3 separate regions of the Mus musculus genome follow, and regions 2 and 3 are each linked to region 1. A link is a contact called in public HiChIP or PLAC-seq data. All regions are on one chromosome and are shown on one strand. The core of a region is the stretch at or near the end of the contact, and the rest is flanking DNA. Distances in the headings are between cores, read along the strand shown. Region 1 overlaps Cdk6 (cyclin-dependent kinase 6). Region 2 overlaps Gm36470 (predicted gene, 36470). Region 3 overlaps Cdk6 (cyclin-dependent kinase 6).

Region 1 (3,837 bases), core at 717-3,216:
AATTTCATGTGCCTTGGTGTTTTGCATACAAAGTAAGTCTGTGTGACGGTGTTGGATCCCCTGGAACTGCAGTCACAGACAATTAGAAGCTGCCACATAGGTGTTGGGTCCTCTGTAAGAACAAACAGTGCTCTTCCCACTGAGCCACCTCTCTGACCCAGCTTACGTCTTCAGGAAACTTGCAGACTAGATTTGTATCTTTAATGATGGGTGGATATGGTGACTGTCCTTCTCAAACTGTACTGTAGCCCGAGTGAGACTTCAACCCTGGAGATATGTTTGGCTTGAAGAATAGTGACAAGAAGGTGGTTACAGTCATAACAAAGGAGTGGCCAAGTGCTGCGGCAGCCTCTGTGAAGACAGGAGTCAAGGCCATGTTCCCAGCGATTATCAGGCCCACACTCTCTGGCACCCCGTAGGATCTGTACTGTATGGTGACGAACGTGTTCCCCTTCTCCTCTGCCAGTGTGAAGCCAGCTGGTATCCTGCGTGAACACAGTATTCCCTGTATCTCACTCAGTCTGGATGGAGGCCCAACACTGGGTGATAACTCAACAATTCCGTTCAGGAAGCAAAGCCCATGGCATTCCTTAGAACTTTCAGACTGTCTAGATGAAACAGGCCCATTTGAATGCTTTCCCCCCTCCCCTTCAGTGATAGCTGAAGAATGTAGTTTTTCATGGGTGGACACACTGGGTATGTGACAGATGTAAATTCAGATACAGACAAAACACCAGCTACATGATTCAGACTCTGTACCATGCTTCCCCAGATCTTACTTCAGCAGGGGTCAAACAGAGGAACGCTGGTGTTTGACAACTGTCTTGAGTCATCAGAGGAAGTTCCTAGCGTTCGGATGTGCTTGTTGAAATAACCCTGGTGAACAAAGCCAGCCTCCCCCTTCCCCCCACACTTCCCCTCATCCCTGTGGGCCAGTGAGGTTTTCATTTTAGGAAATGGAAGTGTCAATGTGGACAAACTGTCCTGAGGTATTTATAGCGGAGTGTGTCATTTTCTTAAACTGCCTTCAAACCAGGTAATATGTGAATGGAAAGGGGATCTGAATTTCTTCCACTCTTTCGTGCCATCTGAACAGAACTGCGCTGAGGCTCCCTTACACTTAATGGCTCTCGGCTTTGTCTTTTGAGACTGGGTCCCTCACTTATAAAACTCATCTAAAAAGCTCAGGGAATCCTCTGGGACCCACGTCTCCAGTACCAGGATTTCAGGAGTAAGGTACCAGATCCAGTTTCTGTGTGGGTGCTAGGGAGCCAAGATTAAATTCTCATGCTTGCCTAACAATTCTCATGCTTGCCTAACCTTCTTGACTGGGGGAGCTCCCAACCCCAACGTTTTAAATTTTTAAAAAAGTGTCATTTTGAGTGTGAGAGTGTTTGTGCACGTGAGTCTGTGCCCAGGAAGCCCAGGGAGGCCATGGATGCCAGTTTATAGCATCTGCAGGGTGCCAGGTTTGCTCCTGCACAATCAACACCTCAGAAAGTTAGCTGTTGTTCTGCCTGGGTCCTCCTGATCATGGGATGTTTTAAGTGGAAAGGAGGAAAAAAAAAACAAAAAACAAAACAAAAGGAAAAGGGACCCTTGAAGGCTTATAAGCAGAGTCTGTTTTATATTCATGGTGAGGAGACTCTGACCCTCCCAGGAAGGCTCTAAAGGTTAAAAACCACGAGGTAGTAAATAAAACAGAACTACTGTTCGAATCAGCTCTCAGGGCGATGATTCACTGCACTGGCTCATCCTTGGGAAATCACCTACTAAGTGGAATTTAGCAGTGAAGGTGTTATTTTTGGTGCATGATTTATTGCTCCCCCACCCACCCCCTGGGGATTGAATCTAGCTTTGCCAGGCGGAAGTGCTGTCTCTCGAGGGGGACAGGACTGTGTCCACTGCTGAGGCTCTAGGATACTGAATCATGTAACGGGAAAGCCACAGAAGCCAAGAGACTAGATGACCCGGGCTCCTAACACTGGCTCTGTAACTGATTAACACAGCAAGGAGAGCAAGTGGGTACTTAACCTCTGCTCATCTGTAAAAACCCGTTGTCTCAGCTTCTGACCATGCTGTGGCACAGACCAGAGTACTATAAAATTAATAAACCACACGAACAAAGCAGTTAGCACCGTGGAAGGGCAGAAAAGTCTGCCTGGCGGAAGCAACCCTGCCAGGAAGGTGGCAAATGCAAGACATTCCCACTCGCTCCAAAACCTCTCATTCTCTGTTAATCTCACAGCACCCTTTCCCTTCCCCCAACTTCCTTGGTTTCATTATGACTAATTTTGCAAGGAAGATTTAATACTGGTGTTTTGCTCCTTTCCCTGGACCAAATCTCTCTAGGTTTAATTCACCCATGGTGCTCTGCTATGCTGTTTACAAAGGTCACCAGATAACTTTAGAGCCGCTACAATCTGGAAAATGACATGCACAGGAACAGGTATATTCCCTGTCATCTGCCTAAAGAAATAAGGCTTACCAGCTGCCACCGCCCCTGCCACCAACCAGCTGCCACCGCCCCTGCCACCAACTCCTCTTGCACACTCTCCTTATATTGATGGAGACACACTGAGACTCTGAGAGATTACATAGCTAACCGAAGGTCTGACATTATGGCCATTTAAAAAAATCTCTTCAGAGAACATTTACCTAATGTTCAAAACTCATTACTGAATTTTGTTTGGATCCTGACAATACAACTATCAACAAAACATAGTCATTTCTGAATATATTAACAGAGTTTTGTTAGCAGATGTGAACATTTTTTGTTTATGTTTGTTTACCAGTGGTAGTGTTTCCATGAATTTCTTTCTCAATCTGCAGCGCTGACACTGAGCCCAGATAATCTAGCTTAGAGAAATGAGATGAAAATCATGAATTATGATTTTAGGGGGGAGGGTAGGGTAGGGTAGGGGAGGTGGCTCAGCAGTTAGAATGCTTGCCGAATAAGCACAAGAATCGGAGTTGAGATGTTCAAAACCTACTTAAATGTAGGGTGGGTGAGGCAGCCTTGGAGGGTGGAGGCAGAGAAGCCACAGAGCTAGTGAGATCATGGACCTTAGAAAAGAGTCTATTACCTCCACTTCGCTAGACCGGAATGATTTCTTACTACAATCTGAATCTTATCCTATACCCACAGATAAATGTAACTGCCACCCCTCAAAGAGGTCTCTCTTCACAGCAGATGAAGAGTATCACAGAAAACAACTGGGCGCAAGGCAAAGATCAATGGAGCATGGGGAGCCAAGTGCCACAGCTACACCACAGCTCCCGAATCAGTGGCTCAGGAACATGGAGGAAGAAGGATGGAAATGTTTTAAGAGTCAGAATACCAAGAAGCCAGCACTGAAACAGTTTCTCCTGGGAATGGATGCATAAAGAAGACCAGAAAACCAGAAGTATCCATAGTCATATTAATCTGGAAAGGAGAAAGTTTCACAGGATCCTACTCACCAAACAAAAAAACACTGGCAACTAATGGTTGCTGGGAGAAGGAGAATTGTTAGCCTCTCCCAGGGAAGGACCCCTTATCGGCAGTCCAATGTGGAGTGGTCAGCCTTGGAACCATATGCATGTAAATAACAACAACAACGACCACCACCACCACCACCACAACCACCACCACCACCCCAGATTCAGTAGGGTGTATTTATAATATATATACATATACATACAAATAGATATAAGCACACATATATATTGTATGTGAATATAATAATAGCTGGAGAGTAGGGGGTGTATGGGAGGGATTGGAGGGAAAATGGGGGAGTGACATAATTCTATTTCCATTAAAATCTATTTAAAAAAAGTGTTGTTACCTAAAAAGAC
Region 2 (3,837 bases), core at 1,000-3,499, 180 kb after region 1:
TCACTGCTGTCTCCCAGTCACCCTTTGTTTCATCAGAGCTACCTCTGAGATTAAAGCATTCCATCCCGCAGGGAGCTTCTTAAGCAGAAGGGAAATAACTCACACTAGCTTCAGGAAGTTCCTGGAAATGATCACATTCACTAGGCCTCTCCCTCCTAGCCATAAACGCTGAGAGTCCTGTTCAGGCATATCCGGAAGACTCTAAAGCCAGCCCAGCTTCCTAGAAGAAGCAGAAAGCAGCCAAGCTTTCTGGAAAAGGTTTCAATCAACTAAGACACCTGAAGGACACGCTTCAATGTGTTGATCTTCCTGTAGGCTGTGGAATGTGTTCCAGGTTCATTGTGAGCATGTGAACCCATGCTGGGCTGGGCTTTGATGATGCAGCTGTCTTTAAGTCATTTCTGCTCCTCCTGTAAGTAAGCCCTCACTCGGATTCCTATAAGTAACCCCAATAAAACTCTTTGGCTAACCAAGTTGGCTTTCTGTGGTATCCATATTTTGGTCTGTCATGGTTTGACTCTTTGGGATGAGTAGAAAGGTGTGTTGCATCTCCCCAGGAAAAGTTTTGTCACACAACACCTTTGTATCTGTTTTCTGTCTCTTCTAGTTGACTCCATTTATCTGTCCCTTAGAAGTTAAGTTCTTAAGCATTCTCTCTCTCTCTCTCTCTCTCCTTTTTTTCCTCCTCTTTCCTATTCTAGGTTAGCTTTTACACTCCTGGGACTTTCACATCTGAATTTTTCTCCAGGTCTTTATCTCCAACAGATCATAGTAATTATCCAGAGAGGAGCCACAAAATTCAGCATACTTGGATAGTCAGTGTGATCCCTTCCTGTGGATTACTGTTACAGATTTCTCTACCTGTACTCCTGGCTCATTGAGAACCCATCATCCTCTGAGATGTCCAGGAGGGGTGTGGCCTTCCTACTTGTTTCCTTTCAGTCCTGCCTCCTGAGAAGCTTTCTTCTGCCCTCTTCCTTCCCCCTCCCCCCGCACCCCCCTTCTTGTTTTAGTCTAGAATGAAGTGGCAGGACTCTAGCTCAGCCATCCTTCTGATTACACCACATAGAGGATTAAAGACCTACAGTTCCCCATGGCCTACAAGAAACAATCCAGTCAGAATTCCTTAGTTCGCATATGATCCCCTTCATCCTATGGCCAAGCCTCGCTTCCTAATTACCTCTGGCCTCCCACCCATATATAGTTACCTATTTGAGAATGTTCCCCATTGTGCCTTTAAAGCTCATCTCAAGGTTCTCCCCTTCCCTGGAATGCTCAGCTTTCTCCATCTCTATTGCTTTGCTCAGCGAATCTTTATTCTTCTTTTACTTGGAGCCCCAAGGTCACAAGTTTTCTATTGCTCTCCTCTTCACAGACCACAGTCCCTCTCTCCTACCCACCTCCAAACCACCTATTGCTCTGCCTTTGACGTTTGCACAGCATTTTAGGTATGCTTTCTCTCAAGCCCTTGTCTTATTGTACTGTGGTTGAAACGTCTTGCTCGGTGGACTAAGAACTCCTATAGAGCACTTCACCTTGTCTTCTGTGGGAATGTGGAAGCTTCAACTCTGTCCTGAAGATGAAGGAGAAAGCACTGGATACTGTCTTCAGGTGGAACTAGGACTTTGCAGTGCCCTCTCCCATCATGTAGCCTGAGTATTAATGAGTCTCCTTACCTTCCTGTCTCTACTAGAGTGAGAATGAATCAAAAGCATGGTGCTGGAGAGATGACTCAGAGGTTAAGAGCACTGACTATTCTTCCAGAGGTTCTGAGTTCAATTCCCAACAACCACATGGTGGCTCATGGCCATCTATAATGAGATATGTAATATTGTCTACAATAATCTTCTGGCCTCCAGACATACATGAAGTCAGAGTGCTGTATAAATCAAAAGCATGGCTCTTCTTATTCACCATTGACATCCATTCAAGGCCACTCTAAACAGAGGGTACTAAATAAATATTAAATAACTGGTCTTTTTTTAAAAGCCTCTTTAGTTTATATTTTTAGTTATTTTCAGCAGTTAGCTTATTTTTAGATGCCAAATTGTGCCTTTGTTTTGAAAAGCTAAGTTACGATATTTACTAAGCCCTCGTAACTTCCCTGTGAACATTTCACTAACTGTAGCTACCACCTGCAAAGATGGCCGGGAAACTGCAATTGTGAGAGAAGATTATATTAAGTCAGCAATAAAACGTCTTGCTTTGTGGGAAAGTGAATCTGAGTGAGCAAGGAATTACAAGGAAAAGACGGAGCACAGTGATGACTGTGCTTACTCACTCACCGCACTGGAATGCCAATAAATGTGTAACATCACACACCCTGGAATTTGATATAATTATTAACTCCATTTATTAGAACAGAGAGAATCAGAAAAAAGGTAACCAAAGTTGCTTAGCAAATACACTTAAAAAAAAAAAGAAGAAGAAGAAAACAGTATAAAAAGCCTGCCAGTTCCAAGAACCACAGGGTCTTCTGTTGACGGTTTCTTCATTACCAAGAAGTTATGGGACAGTGGAAAACATAAGAGTTTCCATTAGCTGAGCAGACTGGAGGGTAGGCTGGGGAATTGTTGGGGAAGATCAGAGCCAGCTCTTAGCTGGTGTGTTGAGGCATGTCTGTAATCATAGCTCTCAAGAAGCCGAGGCAGGAAGACCTGAAGTTGGAGGCCATCTAGCTTATATATTGAGTTTGGCCAGGCTTGATTTCACAGAGAGACTCCCCACCTCCAACAAAACAAGTCCCCAAAGAAGAACCACGTTTCTCTCTTTTCCTTTATCCTCGTTGGTTTGTACAGTAATGTACCTTCACTCTACAGAAGTCATCCATATAGGCATGCCCCTGGGATCTAAAGTGAAGTGCTGGTCTGAGTGAACTTGTCTCAGAACCTCCACATTGTTTCATATTTAAAAAAAAATATTTAATTAAAAATTTTTATGTGTATGGGCATTTTGCTTGCATGTTTGTCTGTTCACCATGTGTGTGCAGGTCCCACAGAGGCCAGAAGTGATGTCAGATTCACTGGAACTGGCATTACAGATGGTTGCGGGCTGCCATGTAGATGCAGGGAATTGAACCTGTACCTTCTGGAAGAGCAGCCAGTACTCATCTATGCTGGGATAGCTCTCCAACTCCAGAGAGCTGAATTATTTTGTGAGTTCTCCATTAGTAACACAAGTTAGTGTTTGCGTTTGTTGTTTTCTTGTTGCTATGACCAAATACCTGACAAATGCAACTTAGGGAAGGAAGGATTTACTGTGGCCAATAATGACCACAGTCTACTGTTACTCAAGCCTAGAGATAGGTTCTTAGATGAGATGGTGGGAATCTGCTCACATCGTGGTGAATTCAGAAGCCGAGAGGAACGCCATCTCATCAGCTTTCTCCATTTTCTCTTTTCATTGGGTTCTTGGCCCCCACTCCTTGGGAGAGATGTCTCTCACATTTAGGGTAGCACTTTCTCCACCACAAACACACAAAGGAGCACCTCATTACTGTTCTAGGTGTTTCTTAATCCAATCAAGTTGACAGTGGAGATTAATCATCACAGTAATTCTATGAAATACTCCTACTTTAAAAAAGGTGGCAAGCTGTCAAAACTGGGTTGCTTCAGGCAAGCAAATACAGCTATGACTGTTGTCCTTACTGTCCCTTAATTTGTGATCCTTCTGTCCCTCTATTCTCTCTCTTCATCTCTGATCAAAGTACTACAGGCTGTGCTATGGGTATTACCCAGTTACCAACCCATGTATAACTCCCCTTAGTCTATATCTTGCTTCCGACACCTCTTAAAGCTTTATATGTTATTCACTCTCCGTTTTACCTATTTCAGAAAT
Region 3 (3,837 bases), core at 439-2,938, 130 kb after region 1:
AAGCTGGGGATGGGGGGGGGGGGGGTCTGGGATGAGGAGCAATTAACAACCACTAAGAAATGGATAAATGGTCTTTCTCAGGGTGACCAGTAAACTGGTTATCCAATATGAAGTGGTCAGCCCTAAAAACATACATTACATAAGCAACATTAGTTGGACTTAGCAGTTTGTACTGACATATTTATTTCTATATGCATGTGTATGACAATACACAAGGATTACAGACAGGAAGAATGCAAGCGTGGGGCATTAACTACAATCATTTTTTATAAAAGTATTTTTAAAAAGACAGAAAGGGGATATATGGAAGAGAAGACATGAAGGGGAGACTGTGAGGTGATTTATTCTAGCTAGCCCTTATAAAAGACACAGAAACCTGGTATTGTATTTATAATATATGATCCTAGATTGGACAGGTTCTATGCTGTTCGCACCTGTATCCCTACTGTATGCTCCTTGTCACTCACTGTTTGAGTCTCCCTGGCTGCTTCTGCTCCATCAGTCTGCCCTCAGGGTGCATTTCTCCTGGACACATACTCATGATCCATCAGGCCTCATGGGGACCTCCTCTCTGTCCTCTTCTTTCTGGCTCTTCCCCATCACTCAATCCTCAAGTCCCACCTTCCTTACTCCACTGCCCAATCACATGCCTTTTATTAACCAATCAGCTTTTAAACTGGGGAGCAAGGTTTACATAGCAAAGACTGGTATGAGAGAAGTCACTCATCTAGATGGCAACCAGATCTTGGGATTCAGACTTTAGCATTTGTATGCATAGCAACAGACCAACCCCCAGCCAGAAAGTGCAGATGAGAAGAGGAAAGGGGAAATAATTATGTTTTAAAAAAACAGAAAGCAAGAAACATTAAACAGAAGACCTGAAAGGGTAAAATACCGATTAAAATGAGAAAGGAAAAGGAGAAAGCAGAAAGGAGAAGAAAATAGAGGCAGAGAGAAGGAAGGAAAAAGCAAGAATGGAAAAGAAGAGGTGAGGAAACAGATATAAGGGGGAGACAGGGAGAATACCAGAGAACTGACCCAGTTTTATTATACAGATCTATTCTGGTCATTTTAGATCTATGTTTGAAGTAAAAATGCATGAGTTTTTGCAAAAAATGTTACGCAACATTTTACAAGTATTGGCATCCCAGTGAATTAACCCATTCTTACTAGCATAAAATATATGTATGTGTGTATGTGTGTGTGTGTGTATATATATATATATATATATATGTATATATATATATATAAAGAATAATCTGTTAGACATGACACTTCCCGAGACGTGCTGACCTAAGAACTCCATGGAGTCTTCATTTATTAACGAGTAAGGGAAGATATTTAAAGGAACCACGGCTGCTGACTACGTCAGATTCCTCCACTGTCTGGGCCCTCTTAGGAGCGCCACTCCCTGCACTTCCTGTAACCCTTGCTTAGGGCTTCCAAGTTTTCTTTCTCCACAAGGCTTCTCTTTCAGAAAATCAAAGACATTTATCCTCCCTGTGAATTTTCTATTCATCTCATGATTCATGGACCTGAGGGACATGAAAATTCCAGAACCAACTTCCTAGCTTTTTCCACATACACAAAAAGACATCAAAAACCCGCTTTCTATTTGGAGGCTAAACCCCACTGCTGCATAAACTCAAACTTCCACTTGGGGGTGGGGTCTGGAGGATGGGGGCATGGACAGGAGCGGGGCAGGGACAGGATGTGAAAGGAGAAAAAAGGAACACTTTATTTTGCCCAAAGCCTGATGCTTAAATACTAATACAAGTAAATTAAAAAGTTTCACCGGGAAACTTCCAAATGGGTTTCCTTTCTGGATCTGCAAATAGCTATCTTAAAAGGAAATTGTGTGAAGAAGTTTAGTATGAATAATGTTGAAACATTTTCCTTAGAATAAATATAAAACAAGAAAATAAACAATAGACAGGCAGTGGTGGTGCGAGCCTTTAATCCCAGCACTTGGGAGGCAAAGGCAGGCAGATTTCTGAGTACGAGGCCAGCCAGGTCTACAGAGTGAGTTCCAGGACAGCCAGGGCTACATAGAGACACCCTATCTCAGAAAAAAGAAAGAAAGAAAGAAAGAAGGAGGGAGAAAGAGAGAGAGAGAGAGAGAGAGAGAGAGAGAGAGAGAGAGAGAGAGAGAGAGAGAGAGAGAGAAGATAAACAATAGTTTCAAAATATGTCAACAATGACATTTTTAACACATTACAAATTTTATTAACTTTCTTTTTTTGTCTTGACTTGTAACAGGAAGTCTTTCCTGTAAACACTGGGAGTAAAGCCCTTCATAGAAAAGGATGCTTTCTGAAGTTTATAAAGAGGGAACTGGAATTATGATTACCCTCAAAGACCTTTTACAATTTGCTTTGTATAAATAAACTCTTTTGATTATTACCTGAAATTAACAGGATGTAGAACTTTATAGCTTTGTTCCAGTTCCCTTTTCTATTGCTGTGCTTAAAAACTCTGACCAGGAGAAGAAGGTTCCAGTCACCAAGGGAATGCAGGGCAGGAACGTGAGGCAGGAACTGAAGCAGAGGCCAATGAGGAATGCTGCTTACTGGCTTGCTCCTTGTGGCCTCCTCTGCTTGCTTTTTTCATACCACCCAGGACCACTAGTCTAGCGATGGCACTGTCCTCCCCTCCCCAATGGGCTGAGTGCTCCCACACCAACCTTTAATCATGACAACAGCCCGTAGACTTGCCTGTAGGCCAATCTGATGGATGCAATATCTCAATTAAGGGATCTTCTCAAATGATCAACTTTTGGCAAGTTGACAAAACAACAAAACAAAAATAAACCAACCAACCAAATAAACAAACAAAAAGCTAGTCAACTCAGGCAAGCCTTGAATCTTTCTTTTTGAAAAGGTGCAAACCAAGTACGAAGCAGTTATGGTTGGCATGGCCTACCAGGGATCTCTCCATGAACTGCTAGCTCTCCTAGTCCATTCTACCATTGAATACAGCAAGAGTGTCTTCTAAGTCTAACGTTAGGAAGGACAGCATATTATCCCTTTACTTTAAACGTTGCCAAATATTCTTCAAGGAACATTGCAAAGTATTTGGATGTATGGTTTAGTATTTTAATAAAAATAGCTATCTTTTTGCAAGCATTCTATAGTTTATTAAAAGTATGATCTAGGGGCTGGAGAGATGGCTCAGAGGTTAAGAGCACTGACTGCTCTTCTGAAGGTCCTGAGTTTAAATCCCAGCAACCACATGGTGGCTCACAACCATCTGTAAAGAGATCAGACGCCCTCTTCAGGTGTGTCTGAAGACAGCTACAGTGTACTTAGATATAATAATAAATAAATCTTAAAAAAAGAGTATGATCTACTACTTCTATGCTTCATTTCAAATGAACAGAAAGCTGTTTCTCCTCTAGCATTAGCAAAGGCTGGTCCAATCACAGAGTGCCTACTTATTACACAACCAGCTATGTGTACCATCTGACTATATATCTGGGCATAGCTGCATTCCCCACCATTTAAGAGTTTATGATGTGTACTCATTTCTGTGATAGGAAAGCACACTATGTTTTCGAATGTCCTCGTTTCATTAGGTGGTAAAGTATGGTAATGGGATGCCCACACAGGGTATAAAAGCAGGGTTTCTCAACGGTAGCATGACTCATACCGAAGGCTGGATAACTCTGCTGAGAGCTCTCCACTATCCCTGGCACTGCAGTCTGTTTAGCAACTGTCCTAACTGTCCTAAGAGTGGCATCCCTCTGTTTCTGACAGTTAACAAAAAACTCTTCAGGTATTTCCAAATGCCTCAGGAGCAATTTTACATTCACTTGTGTACTGGGACCATACAGTGTTA

What was found. HiChIP or PLAC-seq counts read pairs in DNA pulled down with a chosen protein or histone mark.
Region 2: a contact with region 1 is called in a FOXA1 HiChIP or PLAC-seq map of pancreatic cancer cells. The contact joins two enhancer-like sites. A contact is called at or near these places in 3 of 484 Hi-C or Micro-C datasets (bone marrow-derived macrophages, double positive thymocytes and nephron progenitors), 1 of 115 datasets of contacts at active chromatin or transcription factors (pancreatic cancer cells) and 1 of 9 other capture datasets (embryonic tail).
Region 3: an H3K27ac HiChIP or PLAC-seq map of microglia shows a contact between it and region 1, with 7 times the contacts expected there. The contact joins two enhancer-like sites. A contact is called at or near these places in 2 of 15 datasets of contacts at CTCF or cohesin (CD8 T cells and the NIH/3T3 cell line), 36 of 484 Hi-C or Micro-C datasets (3T3-L1-derived adipocytes, the AML12 cell line, B cells and 27 more), 14 of 115 datasets of contacts at active chromatin or transcription factors (the 230-238 cell line, CD8 T cells, acute myeloid leukemia and 10 more) and 1 of 9 other capture datasets (bone marrow-derived macrophages).

What each region holds. Positions count from the first base shown.
Region 1 is chr5:3,499,815-3,503,651 of GRCm38.p6, reverse strand. The region is part of intron 5 of Cdk6 (cyclin-dependent kinase 6); the gene reads right to left. Among named protein-coding and RNA genes, the nearest start is that of Fam133b, 42 kb to the left of the region's middle. Within about 2 kb of position 1,966, at least 196 of the 459 cell types and tissues checked have an H3K27ac peak or open chromatin away from gene starts, as enhancers often do. A contact at or near this core is called in Kupffer cells, bone marrow-derived macrophages, heart atrium and 3 more, where this site is marked.
Region 2 is chr5:3,320,668-3,324,504 of GRCm38.p6, reverse strand. All of the region lies in intron 2 of Gm36470 (predicted gene, 36470), which reads left to right. Among named protein-coding and RNA genes, the nearest start is that of Gm36470, 21 kb to the left of the region's middle. Within about 2 kb of position 2,249, at least 27 of the 459 cell types and tissues checked have an H3K27ac peak or open chromatin away from gene starts, as enhancers often do. A contact at or near this core is called in pancreatic cancer cells, where this site is marked.
Region 3 is chr5:3,367,067-3,370,903 of GRCm38.p6, reverse strand. The region is part of intron 2 of Cdk6 (cyclin-dependent kinase 6); the gene reads right to left. Among named protein-coding and RNA genes, the nearest start is that of Cdk6, 25 kb to the right of the region's middle. Within about 2 kb of position 1,688, at least 31 of the 459 cell types and tissues checked have an H3K27ac peak or open chromatin away from gene starts, as enhancers often do. A contact at or near this core is called in Kupffer cells, bone marrow-derived macrophages, heart atrium and 2 more, where this site is marked.